2 separate regions of the Mus musculus genome follow, and region 2 is linked to region 1. The links are chromatin contacts, called in public Hi-C maps. All regions are on one chromosome and are shown on one strand. The core of a region is the stretch at or near the end of the contact, and the rest is flanking DNA. Distances in the headings are between cores, read along the strand shown. Region 1 overlaps Gm34568 (predicted gene, 34568). Region 2 overlaps Gm12610 (predicted gene 12610).

The links. A called contact is a pair of places that touch in the nucleus more often than the background predicts.
Region 2: a Hi-C map of the G1E-ER4 cell line shows a contact between it and region 1, with 5 times the contacts expected there. The contact joins two enhancer-like sites. A contact is called at or near these places in 1 of 484 Hi-C or Micro-C datasets (the G1E-ER4 cell line) and 1 of 115 datasets of contacts at active chromatin or transcription factors (bone marrow-derived macrophages).

What each region holds. Positions count from the first base shown.
Region 1 is chr4:88,973,369-88,981,193 of GRCm38.p6, reverse strand. All of the region lies in intron 1 of Gm34568 (predicted gene, 34568), which reads right to left. Among named protein-coding and RNA genes, the nearest start is that of Gm34568, 21 kb to the right of the region's middle. Within about 2 kb of position 3,508, at least 9 of the 459 cell types and tissues checked have an H3K27ac peak or open chromatin away from gene starts, as enhancers often do. A contact at or near this core is called in the G1E-ER4 cell line, where this site is marked.
Region 2 is chr4:89,507,071-89,514,895 of GRCm38.p6, reverse strand. It overlaps Gm12610 (predicted gene 12610), which reads right to left. Exons shown (of 10, transcript NR_132431.1): 8 at 678-882. Among named protein-coding and RNA genes, the nearest start is that of Dmrta1, 180 kb to the left of the region's middle. Within about 2 kb of position 4,690, at least 15 of the 459 cell types and tissues checked have an H3K27ac peak or open chromatin away from gene starts, as enhancers often do. A contact at or near this core is called in the G1E-ER4 cell line, where this site is marked.

The DNA.
Region 1 (7,825 bases), core at 2,259-4,758:
CTGTTTTATACCCACTGTCAGATATCTTTTGGTATGAGAAGTATTTCTGGTTACATTTTACTTTTATTAGTTACAAAAGATTCATGCATTCCTTATTATAATTGGGTTAGGAGCACTGAGCAGAACGTTAAAATTATCTGGAATTCTACATTTTTTACATATATTTAAAATACATTTTAATCAAAATATAATTATGTCACTCCCTTCTGTTTGCTTCCTCTTGCCCCACCCATGCCCCTCCCTTCAACCCATCTGTTGAAGTGTTGTTGGCTACACTGCTTTGGTTCCACCAATGAAACACACACACACACACACACACACACACACACACACACACACACACACCAGTTATTTTTATAGCCTTGGCTAGCTAGCTCAAAGGCTGTGAAGTTCTAATCCTCCCAGCGGCTAATGCACATTTCCCACCTGTAATCCTGGCTTAACACCCTCTAATTCTATATTTCATCTTTGTTGCCCTGGCTCCTTCTGGGCGGCTCCCTAGTCTTTACTGCCCAAGATGCTTCTGGGCAGCCCTTTCAGGGGCCGCATTCCTTCTTACCTACATTTCGGATAATGTTCCTTCTGCAGCTCTAAATCTGATTTGCTTCCCTCCGAACCATGGTGATTTCCTCTCTTTTCTTCCAGTTCCTGGCCTGCCCAAATCCAAAGGTTCCACCTCACTCTACTTGCTCAATCATTGGCTATTGGCTCTTTATTGACAGATCAAAAAACAATTGGGGACAAGGACCTTCAGCATTTGGACAAGCAGATTCCCGATTTGGGGGCATGAATTAATTCAAAGCATTAGACCCAATTCCCAACACTCATCACTTTCCCCCTTTCAAGCTCAAATTAGTAGCCTCTTTTACTTTGATTATTAGTGTTGCACATATATATTTGTATACATGTATGCTAAACGTGTGTGTGTGTGTGAGTGTGTGTGTGTGTACAAATACATACATATAAACTGCTGAGTCTGTTTTTATTTTGGGTGTATATGGTTTTAGGGATGACGACTTTATATTGGAAAATCAATGGGGGCGGAGTGTCATGCCTGAGAGGCACTAATTTTCCATTTCTTAGCATAAAGTTTTTTGTATAGGGGTAGGACCCTGTGAGACTTTCCTCTGACAAATCAGCATGTCTAATGATAGTGCCACTATTTAGGTTTTATTTATGCAGCAATTTCTAGTAGGCACTGTCTCACAGCAGACTTCATGGTATCGTGGCTCTTACAGTTTTCTTCACCATCTTCCTGGATATTTCCTGAGCCAGCAATGCCGGAACTATAATAAACATGTATTCAAGGGGCCTGGGCTTCTCATGATCCACTGATCTCTGCACTGTGTCCAGTTGTGGGTTTTGTGAAGCTCTCCATTTGCTGTAAGCACAAGATTCTTTGATAAAAGGTGACAGCTATACTTATCTGTGGGTATAAGATTTAGACTGTAAGGAGGTATTCTGCTCTAGCAAAATGGCAGTAATAGATTATTATTATTATTATTATTATTATTATTAGTAGTAGTAGTAGTAGTAGTAGTAGTAGTAGTAGTAGTATTTTGTTAAGGTCCATGACCTCACTAGCTCTAGGGAAGGGTAGCTATGTTTCTAATATGAATCATGATTTCTCTCCTGTTCTGTGGTCCTTAAGTCTAACTAGAGAATTGTTGGTTACCACCAACATCTGGGTGCCACTATTGCACCTTAACAGACATCTTGCCATGCTGGTCATTATTGTAGTTCATAGGTATCACAGCTGTATGGGAATATTAATTGGTTTCCTCTCTTGACAGTTTGCCAAGTATTTTATGGTACTATGCAAGTTAGGCCACAGGAAGAAGGCTTTCAGGTTCAATCCAACTCAGATAATCAAAGTCTTTAGTATTCTGGGTCGTTAGCTATAGAGGCATAGCTTCACCCTCTGAGGGGCAGCCAAGTACAACAGCAACAGCTTATATTGTTTGGGGAATCACTTAGACTACACTGACCAACCACTTGAAAAAAATTTCTTGTGTCTGGTATTGGGTTGTTGTTGTTGTTAGTTAGTCTACTGGCTGATTTCATATATTTTTTAGATCTGATTTTTTTCATTAAATCAATACAACTTACTCAGATACTTTTTAAATTATTATTTTAATTTAGTGCATCTTTTCAAATAAATTATGTCTGAAAAGATACCAATCTGATACCAGATATATGTTACTATTAATATTTATTTACTTTTTGCAACAATGTGGTTGTTTGAATAAGAATGATCTTTATAAGTTTATATATTTGAATGCTAGGTCCCTAGTTGGGAAGGTCTGGCCTTCTTGATATCACTGGAGGTGGGAGTTTAGGTTTCAAAAGCCCACAACAGGCCGAGTTTCTCTCTCTCTTCCTCCAACTTGCAGATAAAAATCTAGGCATTCAGCTATTACTATAGTGCCTGTCTACTCCCATGCTCCCTGGCAAGATGGTCATGAACTTACCCTATAAAACTGTAAGCAAGCTCCGTCCCCAATTAAATGCTTCTCTTTATAAGTTGTCTTGGTCACGTGTTCTTTCACAGCAATAGAAAAGTAACTAAGACACAGGTCTCACTTGCAGTGTTGCCCAGGCTAGTCTCAGAATCGTGTTGATCCTCCTGCCATAGCCTCCTATGTGCTGGGATTACAGTTATAAACTATCACACTCACTCTGTATACACGTCCACATTTGATTCAGGCCCCTTTAAAGATGCAGAGAAGAGGACGACCACAGAAGAGAGAGTACGAGGCTACATCATCTATGCACAGTACTTGTCCAGACAGCTCCAATGATAACAGCTGAAGTTCACTTTCAGGGGAGTCACGGCTGTGGTTTATTAGCCATGTCCTCGGCAGATGAGGCAATTCGGGAGCTACTCAGCTGCTAGTCATGTTCTATTGCATGTGATCTGACATTGCAAAGAGAAGGTCTTATACATTACCATGAATTGCCACAAATGCACTCTTTCAGGTAAAGGTTTTGTGGTGGTTTGAATGACAATTGTCCCCAAAGGCTTATGTATTTGAATACTTGATCCATCATTGGAGAGTTTGTGGAAACTTCAGGAGGTGCAGACTTGCTGGAAGAAGTAGGTGAACTTTGATAGATTATACCATTATCTCACTTCCTGTTCTTTATCTACTACTTGTGTGTGGATGAAGGGTGATCTGCCAACTTCTTTGTCCTGACACCTACTGCCCTGCTTTCCTCATCATTATGTATTCCCACCCTCTGAAACCACAAGCCAGAATAAACTCATTTTCTGTGAGTTGCTTTTGGTCATGGTATTTTATTACAACAACAGAAAAGCAACTAATACAGGTTCCATCTACTTGTCTAATGATAGCGCCAAGTTACTGTTACTAATAATTAACACATTACCTCAAATTTTAACATCATAAAGCAATAGCTCTTTTATTGTGTTCATGGACCTGGGGTCAGATATTCAGGCAGAGCACAGAGAAAACAGCTTATCTCTGCCCCCAGGCAAACGCAACTCAACTGAAGATAGTGATTGGCTCAGTTGGTGCCTTGGCTAGTCTTCTGGTAGGGCTTTCAGTTCTTCTGTGTGTCTACTGTGACTAAATTAATATATCTGGCTCTGGGGTAGATATCAGAAAAAATTAGTTCCCTCTCTCTCCTCCCCCTTCCCTTCCCTTCCCTTCCCTTCCCTTCCCTTCCCTTCCCTTCCCTTCCCTTCCCTTCCCTTCCCTTCCCTTCCCTTCCCTCCCCTCCCCTCCCCTCTCCTCTCTTCTCCTCTCCTCTCTTCCCCTCTTCTTTCCTCTTCTCTCTCCATATAAATTACGTGGTTAGCTTGGGATTCCTTACACTATGGCAATCCTAGGTCAGTCATATTTTCCACTGTGGCTTGCTTCCCAGTATTCTAATAGTGTATAGTTACCCAGGGCCAGACTGAATTTTACTTGGCAAGGGTAACATTAGTAGTTAAATTTTTTGGAGACCTTTTATCACACAGTATTTTCTCAATCAATCTTATTTTTTATCTCAGTGATCTCAGTTGACCCTTGCTGTGAAGGTCTGAAGTGTGGGAATGCTTACCATTGAAAGCAGAACATGAAAGAGGGTTGCATAGTCTTGAAAGTCAAGAGATTCCTTTCTACTTGTAACTCCAGATTTGGGAGTGATTTTATTAGAAGGATATTATCATAGTTAGAATTCCAAGGCATGGAACAAAAGGGAGATACAAATAGTTGGTCATGAGACATGGACAGTATTGAGCAGAAAAGGTCAAATCTCATAGAAAGCCTAAGAAAAAGAAAACACATTGATGCCCATGCAGGGCTAGTGTTTCAGGATGTCCCTTCTGATGATACTAAAATACAGGTGCTCAAATACCTTGTGTAAAATTGTGTAGCATTTACCTATAACTCACTCACTTTCTCTTGTATACTTTAGATCATCTCTAGGTTACTTAAAATGCTTGATACAGTGCAAGACTTGGTCAAAACAACTATATTGTTTAGGGAAAAATGACGAGTTCAAAAAGTCTGCACATGTTCATTGAAGACTGAAGAGCTCTTAGAGTGTTGAGTCACAATTAGTCGAATCTGCGCACAGGTAGAACTTGTGAATAGAGGGCCAATTAATCCTAGCACTTAGGAGACTGAAGGAAGGAGATCTCAAGTCTGACACCACCAGCCTGGGCTGCATAGTAAGACTGTTTTAAAACACACACAGTTGTTGACCTTTTGAGTTCTGTGGACTGCATCTTGGGTATTCTGTCCTTTTGTGAGGGCTAATATCCACTTATAAGTGAGTACATACCATGCATGTCCTTTTGGGTCTGAGTTACCTCACTCAGGATGATATTTCAGGGCACCTCAGTCCCATTTGAGAGGGAGAAGAAAGCAATCACAGGTGGGGAGGGAGGGGGGGACCTGGGAGGGAAAATGGACAGGGTTTGGGGGAGGGGGAAGAGGGGAACCTGATCTGGCATTGGGTGAGGTAAAAGGACTGAAGCCCTGAGGCAACCTGGACATAGGAGGTTGGAGGGACCCTCCAGAATGCATGAGAGCCCTGGGAGGTGAGAAACTCTTGGGACTCAAAGGAAGGGACCTTAGATGAAATGCCCAACATTAGGGAGAGGGAACTTCTAGAGCCCACCTCCAGTAGGAAGACAAAGCATCATATGAGGAAGGGGGTTGCCGTCCCACAGTCAAAACTCTGACCCATAATTGTTCCTGTCTGAAAGAACTACAGGGATGGAAATAGAGGAGCCTGAGGAAAAGAAGGTCCAGCAACAGGCCCAAAGTGGGATCCATCTCAAGAGGGAGGCTCCAAGGCCTGATATTATTACTGAGGCTATGAGTGCTCACAAAAATGGACCTAGCATGACTGTACTCCAGAAGACCCAACAAGCAGCTTAAAGAGTCAGATGCAGATATTTGCACCCAGCCAAAGGACAGAAGCTACTGAACCCTTTGGGTGAAACAGAGAAAGGCTGAAAGAAGCAGAGGAGGAGGGCAACCCTATAGGATGACCAGCAGTCTCAATTAATCTGGACCTCCGAGATCTCTCAAATACTGGACCACCAACCAGCCAGCATACACTAGCTGATGATATGAGGCCCCCCAGCACATATACAGCAAAGGACTGCTGGGTCTGGGTTTAGTCAGAGAAGATGCACTTAACCATCAAGAGACCAGGGAGTTAAGAGGTCAGGTGGGATGGAGGGTGGAGACATCCTTGTGGAGACAGGAGGTGGGGAGGAGGTATGGGATGTGGAACAGTGGACTGGTGTGTGTGTGTGGGGGGGAGAATAATATCTGGAATGAAAAGAAACAGTGTGAGAGGGAGAGAGACCGATTATCATTAAGTCTATGAGCCTGGCTCATAAAGGGGCTTATTTTCACAGAATTCTTATGCAAGTCACAGGGAAAGGGTTTTAAAGAAAACTCAGCAGAACACAGAATCAGGAAAGGATAACATTATTTATGGGAAGGCCCACAAAACCTAAACCTCTTGCCTAAATACATAGACAATTTGAAAGGCCAGGACATAAGACCAGCTTTGTAGCTGGAAGTAGTGGCCTTTTGCTGCATCATGAGAAACCATAAACTGTACAAGGTAAACTATATTAGTCACCATCTTGGCTAGAAATGAAAATGTCTTTGGGCTCAGACAGACAGAAAAGGCAGGTATCAGAAGAAATGACAGTTGGAGACCTCACCTCTGACTACATTATTAAAGAGAGTCACAGTCCAGTTGGAGCCAGAGCTGCAAGTTATAGCAGCTAGTACCGGTGTGTTGGCCTCTGAAGTTTCATGGCTGGCAGTTTGTTTTACCATGGCTGTTCTTATTATATTCTCAGTGTTACTAAATAAAACAGAGATGTCCTGAAATAGCAAGTGTCTGATATGCACTTTTTTTTTTACCTGCACTGACCTCATTTCCCACTCATTCTATTTGTGGCTCCAGATGGAATCTGTCAATCTCATTGCAAACATGTAGTGGTTTGAGGTAAAGTTACTAAGAGATGGAAGTGCCTGCCAAGCCCTGAATACTGGTCAGTATTGTTCATGCTCTCCAGAGAAAAAAGTTCTGGAAGCAGGAGTTGGGGGTTGCAGTGGGTCGAGGAGGAATTGGAGGAGAGAGACTGAAGGATGAACTTGATCAAGACACATTACATGCATGTGTGAAAATCTCTATGAAAAACAGAGGCGAGAACCAAGGTGTACAGAGAGGAGAGGAGCTGGCAGAAGCCTGGAACTTATTCCAGTGTCTACAGTAGCAATGCTAGTGTCTAATTGCTTTGTAAAGGGATTAGGAAATATGGTAGCATGAAAGTCAATATTGCATCAGCATGCTTTGAGGCCATGGTTACAGCATGATAAATTCAGCAAGAACTTCATTTTTAGACTTCTATGCACAGGGACTTTTGATGAATTCCCTGAACAACATCCTTAAGAGGAGACAAGGCTTTTATATGTATAGTGTAGTAAGTGATTCTCTGAAGACCATAAAGGGAAACTAGCAATTGCAGTGGAGCAGAGGGGACAGCATAGGCTTAGAGGCTTTGGAGTTTAATCTGAAGAAGGGAAAGAGTACTTATTGATTTGCTTAATGAAACCAGCAGGGAAATTTAAGCAGAAAGTTATATATAATTTGGAAGTACATGGCTTTACTGAAAATAAGATTGAGGTTATTAAGTGTATGGTTATTCTGTACTGGAAGAAAGAATGAAAGAAAGAAAGAAAGAAAGAAAGAAAGAAAGAAAGAAAGAAAGAAAGAAAGGAAGGAAGGAAGGAAGGAAGGAAGGAAGGAAGAAAGAAAGAAAGAAAGAAAGAAAGAAAGAAAGAAAGAAAGAAAGAAAGAAAGAAAGAAAGAAAGAAAGAAAGAGAATCCCAGGATCTAAGTTAAATCAAGAAGGCAACTGGTAGGATAATGTCCTAAAAACCAAAATGGGCTAAAATCAAGTCTTCTATACTTGTCTCCTGATGACCAAATGCTCATCTCTGTTTAGAGGTGAGAAAGACACTGACAAGCATTAAACCATCTTTGTCAAAACCTATGTGTAGTTGTGTGGTAGCCAAGGTTGTGCACATATCTGCATCAATCAACCCCATATGATCTTTCTCATTTATAATGGGGACTTTTGAATTCAGAAAACATAAACTAATGCATTATTCACATGTATTCACAACATCAACATGAGGTAGGAAAGGGCAATTTTTGAAAATATTAATACATTTTAATGACAATAAAAAGTATATTAGAATCCTTTATGTGGGGAAAGATGCAGCATGGTGAGGATGAGTAAGACCCTCACATTTTCCTTCTCCTTCCCTATACAAGC
Region 2 (7,825 bases), core at 3,441-5,940, 530 kb before region 1:
TTTAGACTTTTTGGAAGAACCGTAACGAAAAGAAATTATGAAATAGACATACTGTTGTGTATGTCTTTAAAATAAGTAGCCAGGATCTAATGTATGGAGTTACAAATCTGCATAAACCACTGTACTGGCTAGTTTTTATATCATCTTGATAACAACTGGAGTCATTGGGAAGGAGGAAACCTTGGTTAAGAAAGTACTCCAACCACACTGACCTGTGTGCATTTTCCTGTTTGAGATTGGTGTAGGAGCTCACTGTGGGTGGTACAATCCCTGGGCAAAGGGTGTATGTGGTGGGGATGGGAGGGAATGGACCGATATTCTGGTACTCTAAGAGAGTAGCGTAAGCAAGCCAGTAAGCAGCACGCTACTATGGCCTCTGCATCAATCCTTACTCCGACTGCCTGGGTTGTATATTACCAGTTGTAAACTGAATCAAACTCTTTCCTTGTTGCTTGTGGACATAGTGTCTCATCACAGCAATAGAAAACGAAAAGGCAGCGAATCCATTCACAAAACAACTGTGCTGGCTTCCCAAGCCCCAAGGTCCTGGCTTCCCATATGCAACTTAACGGTGGTAGTAATATTATCTGGGCCTAGGAACTTTAAAAGGATTGGATTCGAAGGGTCTGCAACAAAAGGATGCTGTTCAAAAACTGAACCCTCTGGTGTAGTCTCACCGACGATAACTCTGGAGGCTAAAGCCATTGAGTCGGCCTGGAGTGGTCGCCTTCCTACAAGCTCAGCGCTGGAGCAGACTGTTGTATTGCTGTAGCTTCAAACACAGGCTCCAGAGTCAATCAGAGCAAACTGCAGTGCCACTGTCCGACTTCTCATCTGCACAGCCACCAGAAAGTCACCTAGACTTTCATCCTCAATTTTTAGCTGAAATAAAAGATAATAAGTAATAACAATGATTAAAAATAATAATGCCTTCTTAGACGGTCATGGCACCTTAAATGCAATAATCTGCTGCAAAGACAAGTCAGTAAATAGTTCTGCCATGCAATAAAACTGGAAGGTTCTGGTTTCTGCAAAAAAAATATTAAAGCAAAATACATGTCAACAATGCCAGGTTTTACAATCCTTATCCCTGAAAGCAGCCTAACTTAGAAAATAAACAACTGAAAAGTTTGTTTGATGTAGTTTACATGGGATCAAAATATTTGTGCAGATCTTTCCAGATCAAGATATAGGTCTTCTTGAAACAAATTTATTTGCCATGTTTCCTTTTTTCTTATAGAGGAAGGATAGAAGCAAACAACTTAAAAATATTTCAAACAACCACTCTGTTCTCAAAAGCCACTTGGAGCTTGAAAAGACTGTCCACACTGAGGAAACCTGGGAGCAGGCAAGGTCATCCTTCCCAGGGAAGAGGACTCCAGCTGGTTGTTCAGTGTCAAATAAATGGTCAGCCCTGAAAGCATGCATACATGTAACAATCTGTGTACACTGAACAGGTTATATTTATAAATATATGTATATATGAATACATATATGCATGCATCACCGTCAGTAGAAAAGGAGGCCATGGATTTGAATAAGAGCTTTGGGAGAAATATGGGAGGGTTAGGACAGAGGAAAGAGAAAGGAGAAGCAATATAATTAATTGAAAATTTAAAAAACAAAAAAGACTCCAAATAAGCAGATCCTTGGCATTTATCCATCTCGCTTCAGGGTCTGCGTCCAGATCCCAGGCCATCTGCAGTGAAGATGCCACACCTCTGCCATGTATAAACTGAGTATAATAATGCTACCTTATAATACACTAGATGGAAATAGTATGGTTTGAATAAAATATAAGTTACCCTTCTCATTTTAATTTTATTTTAAAATTTATAACACTTTGACTAATTCATGCAAAATTCTGAAACAGATATCTGAAGAGAAACAAAAATTCTTTCTTTCTTCCTTCTTCCTCCCTTCCTTCCTTCCTTCCTTCCTTCCTTTCTTTCTTTCTTTCTTTCTTTCTTTCTTTCTTTCTTTCTTTCTTTCTTTCATACCCAAAGATATAGAGAATGTCAAGAAGTAATGAACGCAAAACTTTCAAATCGTGGAGAAACACTATATTATCATGTCTTAACAAGAGGTTTTTTTAATTTATTTACTTTTTTATTAGATAATTTCTTTATATACATTCCAAATGCTATCCCGAAAGTTGCCTATACCCTCCCTCTGCCCTGCTCCCCTACCCACCCATTCCCCCTTCTTGGCCCTGGCATTCCCCTGTACTGGGGCATATAAAGTTTGCAATACCAAGGAGCCTCTCTTCCCAGTGATGGCCGACCAGGCCATCTTCTGCTGCATATGCAACTAGAGATATGAGCTCTGGGGGTACTGGTTAGTTCATATTGTTGTTCTACTTATAGGGTTGCAGGCCCCTTCAGCTCCTTGGGTACTTTCTCTAGCTTCACAGGACTATATACTAAGTAAGTTCATGTGTTAAAAATAGAACCAAATATTTCATTCAGTATTCATTCTATCTGATCCTCAGTTGACATGACTCTGCTCCTATTCCCATCCAATTAGTACTTAATTTGAAGATCACTGAACTGATCTAGCCACAGCCATCAATAGCTTCCTAGAGTTAGACGTCTGTGTCATCACCATCCTGCAGAGGCTGAAATGATAACAACAGTATGAAGGTGTTAACCTATGATGTTGTTCCTAGCACAGTATTAAAATTGGAAATAGATCTATCTGAAGACCCAGCTATACCACTCTTAGGCACATACCCAAAAGCATGTCCCATCATGCCACAAGGGCATGTGTTTCACTATGTTCATAGCAGCCTTATTCATGATAACCAGAAGCTGGAAACAACCCACATGCCCCACAACAGAACAATAGGTACAGAAAATGTGGTTAATTTACACAATGAAATACTACTCAGCTATTAAGAACAAGGACATCATGAGTTTTGCAGGCAAATGAATGGAACTAGAAAATATCATTCTGAGTGAGGTATCTCAGACCCAAAAGACATGCATGGTATGTACTCACTAATAAGTAGATATTAGTCAAAAAAAAGTACAGAATACCTAGGACACAATCCAGAGAACTCAAGAAAGTTAACAAGCCAAAGGGCCCAAGTGAAGATGCTTCAATCCCACTTGGGAGGGAGAAGAAAACAGAAGGCAGAGGGAGGGAGGGAACTGGGCAGGAGTGGGGACAGGGGAAAGAAGAAACATGATCAGGTATTGGTGCTGGGGACCAGGAGTGAAGCCTCAAGGATCAGCAGAATGAAAGGAAACATAGTCTACCTCCAATAGAAAGACAGGGGCATCGGGTGGAGAGATGGGGTTGCCATCTCACAGTCAGAAACTCTGACCCGGGGTTGTTCTTGTCTGGGAGAACTGCAGGGTCAAAAATGGAGAGGAGACTGGGGGAAAGGAGGTTCAGTGACTGGCCCAAATTGGGATCCATCTCAAGGGGAGGCTCCAGGGCCTGACACTATTACTGATGCTGTGATGTGCTTACAGACAGGAGCCTAGCATGGCTGTCCTCTGAGAGGCCCAACAAGCAGCTGGCTGAGACAGAGGCAGATACTCGCACCCAACCAACGGTCAGAAGCGGGGGCCCCTGTGGTTGAACTCGGGGAGAGGCTGGATAAGGTTGAGGAGGGTGATCCCATGGGAGGACCAGCAGTCTCATCTAACCTGGACCCCTGAGATCTCTCAGTCACTGAGCCACCAACCAGGCAGCCACTCTAAAGACCACCCCTCCGCCCCCCCCCCAACATATATGCAGCAGAGGGCTGCCTGGTCTGGCCTCCGTGAGAGAAGACACATCTAGCCCTTGAGAGACTTGGGGCTCCAAAAAGTGGGGAGGTGTGGTGGGGTGTGGAGGGTGGGGACATCCTCTTGGAGATGGTGGGGGAGGAATGGGATGAAGAAGTGTTGGAGGGCGGAACAGGTCGGGGATAGCGACTGGACTGTGAGGAATGATTAAGGGTAATAATTTTTTAAAAATTTAAAAAATTGATGCCAATTGGCCCCAGGACATTAAATGCCATGTTTCCTGTCCTAAATACAGTTCCTTTGAAAGTGAAAGAAAAAAAAATGCCACATATGCTGTGCTCCATATAAAACAGGAAGAAATATAACATCAAAACAAATGGGAGGTTTTTTGTTTTTTTTTTTTATGATGTCGGGGATAGAAGGAACCTGAGAAAGCCAGGGCCCCTCACAACTCTTCAAACTTCCAGAAGAGAACTTCCTAAACAGGCCTAAGATGGACTCTTTCAGGCAATTCCACAGTCAGATGGTCCCCTCCCAAGCGTGTCACAGCATCTCCACTAAAGATGAGCTGGAGACAACCTCGAGATTCCTGTCTGTTAGCAGAACAGCTGGTGTGTCAGAGCCTCACAGGATACAGACTCATTAGATTAAATAAAGGAAAGAGAAACAAAACAAAACTAAAAAAAAACAACAAAAACAAAACAAGACATACAGATGACATGCCAAACACTTGTAACTTGTTATTTCCAGCCAATGGCACCAAGCTCCTCCAGAGATTACCCCTTTCCCCTTACACTCTAAAACACCTCCTAAAACTATAGCCACTGACACTTGCACAGCCTCTTGTCATTCGGAGGGTTCGGTATCCTCTGACAAAGCTCCACTCCTGGCCACCCCTCTGCCAACACTGCGACATAGGCAGCAGGTTCACTCAGCTCAGAGATAACAGGCAGCAAAGAGCACCAGATGTCATAAATGCATCTGAAATCCGTTGTCTGGCACCGCAGATACAGGAGGGTGCTTCTCACAGAGAGTACACGTTATTTTTTTCTCAAAGGCACTGCTGCATTACGCCTCAGTAAGGCACTGTGTTGTGCTCCGGCTTCATTTAAATGTAACGCACATCTGTCACCACACTGGAAATGTGAATCTAACAAAATTCCCCCGGGATAATAGATGACCAAGGGATCTCAAAGAGGGTTAAACCAAAGGCACACTGGACATGGTAGTATGCAACCTGTTTTATTTTTTTTTCTTGGCATATTCAAACAACACACCTCCCCATCTTCCAGGGTAGGCCCCACATCCTCCTATGCCACCCTGTACCTCCCATGCACTAGGAACAATGATGGCCACGTAGAGTATTTTCTTCCAGACGTAGGTAAAGAAACAAATGAAGAAATAATTACATGAGGAAAGAAAGGAAATGACAAATGAAGAGAGGAGATGCACTGTTTGGCCAATCGGTATTTATTCTATGACTACAACTTTTATGGTTATTTTGTGTATAGTCACATCTTGCAACTAACAATAAGCCTATGAAGTTTGACTCTGTACAATGACAATGCCTTGGCTAAATTTAGCCCCAGTAGTCAGATGAATTTAAAAAAACTTCCACACATATTGAAATATTTCTGAGTTGTTGAAGATTAAAAAAAAATCAGATTTTCAACTAAGGAACCTTGATAATGGGAAAATAGTCTTCCCCAGGGAAGGGCACACTAATTATCCAATAACCAATTATTGCTTATGTAACACGAAGTGGTCAGCCCTGAACGCATACGTACAAGTAATATTAATCAGGTTGAGCAGTTGTACATATATATTTAGGAATATATATGTGTGTGTGTGTGTGTGTGTGTGTGTGTGTGTGTGTGTGTACACACACCAATCATGAATAAAAAAGACATCATGAATCTGAGAAAGAGCAAGCAAGGGTTTATGGGAAGCTTTGAAGGAAGGAAAGGGAAGGGGGAAATGATGTAATTAATTATATTATAATCTCAAAAAATATAAGAACTAATTTTGCAGCATTAGGTTTGTAGGAGTTGCAAACAACTCATAATGAAAGATGAGAGATACTTTTGAAATGTTAAGAGAGAATTCTTGGGAAGTTAACACACATAAATAAGTGCGTAAATGAGCAAGAGAAAAAGCCAAAGCAGGTGGGCAGGTATAAACTGCTGGGGCTGGAACAGAAAAGAGACGAGAGAAGTTCCGGGGGGAAATGTGTCTATATGATGAAGTACCTCAGTTAGTCCTAGGAGGGCTCAGAATGAGGGGCCTGACCTGAGATGGCCTGCTCTTGAGAGAAAGCACTGATAATGTGTAGTAATCAATTGGCACATGCGCAGGAAGACAGGAAAAGAATGAAGAAAAAGAAAAACCTTGAGGGGCCAGCAAGGCCAGCTGGGGAAAACCAGCAAAAATACGGGCAGCAGAGTAGAAAGACAAATGTGTGGAGCCAGCGCTTTATGCCTCTAAGGCCATTTGCACTTAGCAGTCCTAACAAACCAAACGTGTTAATCATTTCCTTATGCTTCCCTGTGGATTTTACCACCTCCTTGCTTGCTGTCTGCTCACTGCAGGTGCTTACAAAACACTTGCCGATTGAAAGGGGGAGGGGGATGAGAGAAACTGATGGAGATTTTTTGTGCAGCTTAGGTGAACCCCTGTGCAGGCTTCTTTAAGGGACCCAGTAGACCTGTGTATTGTGTTGAGCTCATTTTGTAGTAGCCCAAGCAAAGAAATTCAGTAAGATTGGCTTCCCAGCCTGGACAAAGCTGACTGCTTAGCTTTCTCTGCAAGTGTAGTTGTTTGACTTATAAACAGATTGCCCTCTGCTTTGCTTCATGGTCTGCTGCACGGCAGAAGAAATGTCTGAGATTGCATTTCTGTTGTGACTCATCTCAACAAGGAACACTGCAAGACAGACACCAGACACCTCGCAATCCCCAGAAAAATGAGCAAGGAGCCCATCAGGCCATGGTACAGAGTAGAAATGCAGGAACTTCATAATGAGGCTGGTTTTTTTTTAAAAAAAAATTAATAAAATGAAAAAGAAGAAGGAGGGAAGAGAGGAGAGGAGGAGGATGAAGAAGGAGGAGAGGAGAAGAAGAGAAACACACCTAGCAGTGTAGAAGAGGGGGTAGTAAATGACAGGACAGTGTGGGTCCATTTCAGAGAACTTTTCTCTTAAAAGACTGTTTATAATGGCAATGTATATAAATTCTTTTTATTTTTTCTTTTTATTTTTCCTGGAGCAAGTTAAAAAGGTACCACTCTCTCCAAAGAGGGGTATTCCTAATTCGTCAACGTGATGGCATGTCGCATAACCTCAAAATACACCATTACTCATTTATGTGGTAGCATAAAAATTCACTCATTTATTGATCAAACCAAAAGGCTGCTTACTTTCTCCTCTCTTCATCTCTGATGAGCTATGTCATAGGATGTCTGCAAGCATCAAACAGGATTAGGCAAGATTAATTTGATCAGAATCAGGACAATATTCTAGCTACCCAAAGAAACCCTCTCAGGAGAAGGTCATCCAACAGGAAACAAAAACGGAAGCTTTGTAGAGTGATTTTCTTTTGAAAAATGAATGTGTATCTGAGAAAGTCAGGGAAATTCTGAGAGATCAGAAGTGACGAGAAATCACATAACCACAGAGCCATCCAAGGACCAGAATCAGCATTTGCCTTGTGGGTCTTTGTGATTCAGGAGGACCTAGGACTCCATGCCAATAAGTTGAAAAACAGCCCCGAAGCTGGGATTCCCAAAAGACAATGGTGTCAAAGGCACACTGAGCAACTCTCCCATGTCACCCTTGTAGCCAGTGTGTGAGAAAAGAAAATCTGCATCAGACACCTACAGGCAAAATCCTTCAACCAGAGAAATCAAAGGGCCTCGAACCACCATCTCTGTGAGGATCCAGTAATGAAAGTAAAGCTGAAATCCTAGTCTGAAAGATTACCAGGTTTTTGGTGCCATCATGCCCCTGACAGCAGTAAGTGACCAGCTCAAAGCAAAGGTCCTTACGTGGGCTCCATAGCCCCTTCCATTCACAGGATCTATAAAATGGAGTA